Linked DNA regions of Sus scrofa: region 1 is linked to region 2. The links are chromatin contacts, called in public Hi-C maps. All regions are on one chromosome and are shown on one strand. The core of a region is the stretch at or near the end of the contact, and the rest is flanking DNA. Distances in the headings are between cores, read along the strand shown. Region 1 overlaps MMS19 (MMS19 nucleotide excision repair protein homolog). Region 2 holds the start of RRP12 (RRP12-like protein).

Evidence for each region. Hi-C and Micro-C count contacts between places; a contact is called where the count stands out from the background.
Region 1: a contact with region 2 is called in a Hi-C map of liver, with 2.8 times the contacts expected there. The contact joins the enhancer-like site here to the promoter of RRP12 in region 2. A contact is called at or near these places in 10 of 47 Hi-C or Micro-C datasets (blood, embryonic fibroblasts, fetal heart ventricle and 4 more) and 2 of 2 datasets of contacts at active chromatin or transcription factors (alveolar macrophages and skeletal muscle).

The regions. Positions count from the first base shown.
Region 1 is chr14:108,861,888-108,864,609 of Sscrofa11.1, forward strand. MMS19 (MMS19 nucleotide excision repair protein homolog) reads right to left here. Exons shown (of 31, transcript XM_013990467.2): 10 at 2,105-2,179; 11 at 1,633-1,710; 12 at 606-744; 13 at 198-352. Among named protein-coding and RNA genes, the nearest start is that of ZDHHC16, 20 kb to the left of the region's middle. Within about 2 kb of position 1,299, at least 20 of the 83 cell types and tissues checked have an H3K27ac peak or open chromatin away from gene starts, as enhancers often do. A contact at or near this core is called in liver, mesenteric adipose tissue and skeletal muscle, where this site is marked.
Region 2 is chr14:108,803,864-108,806,897 of Sscrofa11.1, forward strand. It overlaps RRP12 (RRP12-like protein), which reads right to left and starts at 1,650. Exons shown (of 34, transcript XM_021072760.1): 1 at 1,405-1,650; 2 at 638-870. The coding sequence starts at 1,543.

The DNA.
Region 1 (2,722 bases), core at 49-2,548, 58 kb after region 2:
ATTTCAGTCCTGCTACTGTGGATGTGGGGAGGATTATCCTTGTAGGTAAGACTGTCAGGAAATGAGTGAACAAAGGAACCAGCCACAGCTAACAGGAACAAAATCTAAGAGCTACTGTATCTGGGCCCAAGCTCAACGCTTAGCTCTCTCTCCTAGCAGTGGTCCCATGGTTTCCTCAAAAGGTTCTGTTTCCTTACCTGACTATGCTTGTGGAACTGCTCCAGGAGTAGAGGCAGCACATTGCTGGTGATGTGGTCACAGGCCCGGGCAGATGCACCTGCAGCCGCCTGCAAGAGTTTGGCACTAGGCCACACCAGTTTCATGTCCGGTTCACACAGATGGTGCCTGCAGTCTAGAGAGGCAGCACATCACAGACCTGGGGAGTAGGCTGAATGTTGCCTGGTTCCCCTGTAGGCCACAGAAGTTGGATGATGAGCCCCAGTTCAGTTGGCTAGCTGTTACCACTTAAACTGATTTCAACTCAAAGCAGGGCTCCAGCACCCAAATCTCTGAATGTGGGAGGCTACTTAAGAAAGGTGGCTGGCCTTAGGGGATTTCTTCTCTCTGTTGCTCACGCCCCTTTCTAGCTGCCATGGCCCCATTACCCTGTAGAATGTTGCTAAGGAAGGAGTCAAGGAGGTCCTCAGCATCAGCCCTCAGCACAGAACGAGACAAACACGCGGTCAGGGAGTTAAGGGCCGCCAGGCCCTCGGCCTCTACCCGCTCACTTGCCGTCTGGAACACCTGTCAGGGAGGGATCCCATGGCTACTGAGGTGAGCCTGCACCAGGTGAGACCCCACCCACCTACTGCCTATTTCCTGTCTGGGGTGGTGAGAACCAGAAGGAAGCAGCAATGGAAATTCACCCTTCAGATGAGCTTCTTTTTTTTTTGTCTTTTTTAGGGCCGTTCCCACGGCATATGGAGGTCCCCATGCTGGGGGTTGAATCAGAGCTACTGCTACCGGCCACAGCAACACGGGATCCGAGCCATGTTTGCGGCCTACACCACAGCTCACGGCAACACCAGATCCTTAACCCACTGAACAGGGCCAGGGATCGAACCCGAAACCTCATGGTTCCTAGTCGGATTCATTTCCACTGCGTCATGATGGGAACTCCCTCAAATGAGCTGCTTAACTGGTGTATTTTCACTAAGTCCTTAGTCCCACTAGGACTGGTACACACCCTTTTTGGGAAAGTGAATGCTGACCTTGAGCAGTGGTTGTTGGGATCCCCTTTCCCAGGTCTCTTCCCTCTCCCCCTACTCAGCCTGCGCTACGCTCGTGACCAGGGAAGGACACTGTGTGAGACTGATCACGTGCCATCACCACAGCTGACCCTACCCTCGTCATTCAACTACAACTCTCTCTCCCTCTCTTTTTAAAAAAATGTTTTGGCTGTGCCCGTGGCTTGCATAAGTTCCCTGGCCAGGGATCAAACACATGCCATGGCAGTGATCCAAGCCACAGCAGTGACAATGCCAGATCTTTAACCCCTAGGCCACCAGGGAACTCTGCTCTCTTGCTGAATAAACAGGCACAGCAATAGCGGGAAAAGGATAGGGGTGGTATGTCCCCTCATACCTGACAACTAGGAGTTAACAGCAGTGAATCTGTCTAAGTGACACTCACCTCTCTGCGGATAGAAGCCCAAAGGCTGGGTAGGAAGTCCTTTAGTTCCTTCTGTCCGTATACAGCACAGCAAGCATTCTGCCAAGGAAAGCACAGGTCACAGCGATCTACACACTCAGACTTCCTGGGATATGCAGGCACCTCAGCATAATGGCTCTCAGCAATAAAATCAGCAGGATTTCATAACCATCCCAGCCAGGTCACTGAAAAATAGGAGCTTGTCCTGATCGATGAAAAACAAGCATGAAGAGGGAGCCCTGGTCAGCCTTTCCTCAGCTGCCATTCAGTTACTCAGTTACAGAACAAGAAAAAATGCTCCTGAGGGCTTTAGGTCAACATATAGGCCCAGATCCTGGGTATCCCTCTCTTGAGGCCCACTGAACCATCCCTGGCTCTCCAAGAACCCATAATCCTTTAGCATCCTTAAATTGTCTAAAGACAGCTGGATCCTCGAAAGGGAAAAGTCACTCACCAGAGTCTGCAGAGAATCCAGCTTGGCACTCAGAAGCTCAGAATCCACTTTCTCTATCAGCAGGGGGAGTAGGAACTGCGGGAGAGAATGAAGAACTCAAGTGTGAGGTATGGGTGGCATTGAAGCCACACTAAGAGCACCCATCCTCACTGCCACCCCAGGGTAGGTGCTACATCAAGAGCCTGCCAAGCTGTGGTCAGGCTCCCAATGACCTGAAAAGTGGGCTGGCTGGCAAAGCTATAGAATTGCAAAAGATAGCACCATATAGGGATTAGGTTACTATTTTAAATGAAGGGATGGTAATGTTTTCTTTCTTTCTTTTTTCTTTTTTTTGTCTTTTTGCCTTTTCTGGAGCCACTTCAGCGGCATATGGAGGTTCCCAGGCTAGGGGTCTAATCGGAGCTGTAGCTGCCGGCCTACGCCAGAGCCACAGCAATGCAGGATCTGAGCCGCGTCTGCGACCTACACCACAGCTCACGGCAACACCGGATCTTTAACCCACTGACCAAGGCTAGGGATCAAACCCGCAACCTCATGGTTCCTAGTTGGATTCGTTAACCATTGTGCCATGATGGGAACTCCTGTTTTCTTTCTTTCTTTCTTCTTTTTCAGGGCTGC
Region 2 (3,034 bases), core at 400-2,899:
CTGCCCTTGCTCAGTGGGTTAACGATCAGGCGTTGCCGTGAGCTGTGGTGTAGGGTGCAGACGCGGCTTGGATCCCGAGTTGCTATGGCTCTGGCGTAGGCCGGTGGCTACAGCTCCGATTCCACCCCTAGCCTGGGAACCTCCATATGCCGCAGGAGCGGCCCAAGAAATGGCAAAAAGACAAAAAAAAAAAGAAGTAGTGGAAACTGGGAGTTCCTGTCATGGCTCAATGGTTAACAAACCCGACTAGCATCCATGAGGACTCGGGTTCGATCCCTGGTCCTGCTCAGTGGGTTATGGATCCAGCACTGCTGTGAGCTGTGGTGTAGATCACAGAGGCAGCTTGGATCTGGCATTGCTGTGGCTGTGGCTGTGGCTGTGGCGTAGGCCGGCGGCTACAGCCCTGGTTGGACCCCTAGCCTGGGAACCTCCATATGCCACTGGTGCGGCCCTAAAAAGATAAAAGACGGGTGGGAAAAAAAAAAAAAAAAAGTAGTGGAAACTGCCCCAGAAGAAGAAATGAGTAGAGGACAAAAAGGGCAGGACACAATATCCATAGATTCCAGCTGCTGTCACCAATCAACAGTCCAACTGGCCCCCCTCACTAGCCTCCTGCTGCCCTGACCCTCCCCCTTACCTCCTTGTGGGCAGCCGAGTTAGACTCCCAGAAGCGCTGCACTTTGCTGAAGGTGACATTTGTGCAGTCGGAGAGGCCACTCAGGAAGGTGCCTGAAGATTTCTCTGTGAGAGCCGGGGCCACCTCTTCTTCTTCCATGACTGTCTCAGGGGCTTCACTTTTGCCCAGGCGCAGAGACCCTGACTGCATCTCATTATGCAACTTCACTGCATCAACTGTCAGGTTGCTCTTTCCTGAGAACCGGGGGCATAGGGTAAGGCCCTTATTTTAACCCAAGCCGCCTTTTGGCCAAGAGAACAAGAACCCTAGGAAACAAACCTGTGGAGTCCAGGCCCCCAACCCGAGAGGCTAAATTCCGAACGCGGTCTGCCTCATTATCCCATTGTACACCTAGAACTTAACTCAGAAAGGGAACCCTCCAGGTAAAAGTTTCGCCGGTAGGAGTCAGCTAGGGGCTGCGGCGAGGGGCTTGGTTGAGAGATTAAGATGAAAGCGACTCGCAAAGAGTCACTAAGGTTAATTCCAGCCGAGAGTACTGACTATGATACTCCTGGTACCCTAGCCAAGTCATTTCCCTCCTGTGGACTCAGTTTCTGCATCTGTTAAATGGGGAAGGTGGACCTTTACAGCAGGCTCCAGATTGAACATTTTAAGAGAGGAAAGGCCGATGGTTGCTCCCCAAAGCCTCCAGAAGGCTCAGATCCATCAGGATCCAGCCCCGCCCAGAACCCCTCCGCCCGCAATGCCTTGGGTTGTCACCCTGCTACCTGAGGGCGGACTGAAGAAGCGGCTGCGGGCGGCCTGGCGGTGACGGCAGATGGCAGGGTTGCTTTCGCTGCTATGGCCTTTCTTCCAGCGCTTCAACTTGGCCGAGACGCCGGAGCGCAACTTCCCCGAGCGACCCATGTCGACTAAGCCGAGAGTGACTTTAAAGGACTAAGTTCCAGGGACCTAGAAACACGCGCAGGACCCACGTGGGTCCGCAGCCCACTTCACTTCCTCTTCCTCTGGCGTAACTTCCGCATTCGCGTCCGTCACCATGGCAAGAGCATCAACATCCGGTTTCACCTAGCGTCCAGGTTCTGATAGGGAGGGGCTCCTGAGAGATCTGCTTCTAGGGAGGAAGTTTTGGTGCTGCCGAGTCTCTAGGGCTCTTAGTCCAAGGCTTCGGTTCTTGGCTACAGAGGAGTGTCCTAAAACTGGAATTCCTTTGCAGGTTAAAGAAACATCGGAGGTCCCTGCTGGCCTCGCGGTTAAGGATCCTGCAATTGTCACTGCTGTGGCTCAGGTCGCTGCTGTGGCTTGGGTTCAATCCCTGGCCTGGAAGACGTGGCCAAAAAAAAGAAAAAGCAACCAGTGATGCTCCAAACTGGAGTTCCCTCGCGGCTCAGCGGGTTAAGGAACTGGGGTTGCCGCTGCTGTGGCTGCATGCCACAGTTGGGGCCAAAAAGAAAAGAAAAAAATAGCTTAGCTATTTTCATTTAATAATGGAGATATCCACTTGCTAAACCACCCCTGGCCTTATGATAGCACTCAAATCCCCCTAAATTAATCTCTTCTAATTCCACTTCAAAACCAGAAACCAATCCAGAACTGATTCCCACTCTCCTGATTCCCTCCCACAAATCCTTTATCTAGAGCCAAACTTTACAAAAGACCTTCCCTCCCTTCTCTTGCAGGGCAGAATTTCAAGATTCCTCTGGAATTCCCTCCCTCATTTCAAATCAATAAATCTAATTTTGTCAGACATTTGATCCTGGAGCTTTTGGCTGATTAGGTTCTAAATATCTGTCAACTTTAAAAAATTGCACAGGATCCCCGCTGTGGCACAATGGGATTGTGACATCTTGGGAGCAATGGGTCCAGTGTTCCATACCCAGCCCAGCATAGTGGGTTAAGGATCCAGCATTGCCATAGCTTTGGCTTAGGTCAAGACTGTGGCTCGGATCTGATCCCTGGCTCGGGAGCTCCATATGCCATGGGGCAGCTGACAATGAAAAAAATAAAAAATAAAAATAAAGATGAAAAAATTGCACAACCTGAAGTTTTATTTGGGGCAAAATTAGGACTTAAGCCTGGCAGACAGCATCTCAGGTAGCCTTGAGAAAACTGCTCCCAGGAGGTGAGAGGGGACCTGGGATATATATACAAGTTTTTGCAACAAAGGGAAGGTAGTAGGAACAAAAGATTTACAGAAAATATTTACAGAAAATCAGTTTCTCTGGGAAGATGTAAAGGTCTGGGCTTACTGAAATCACTCCTTTGATAGGCACCTCCGCTATGGGCCAGTCTTCTTTGTTTCTTTCCTGAGTGCTCTCAGGGCTCACCAGCTCACCCTTGGGAGTGGCTGCACTCAGAGGTGACCTTGACATCTTTTGTTTTGTCCACTTCACTATA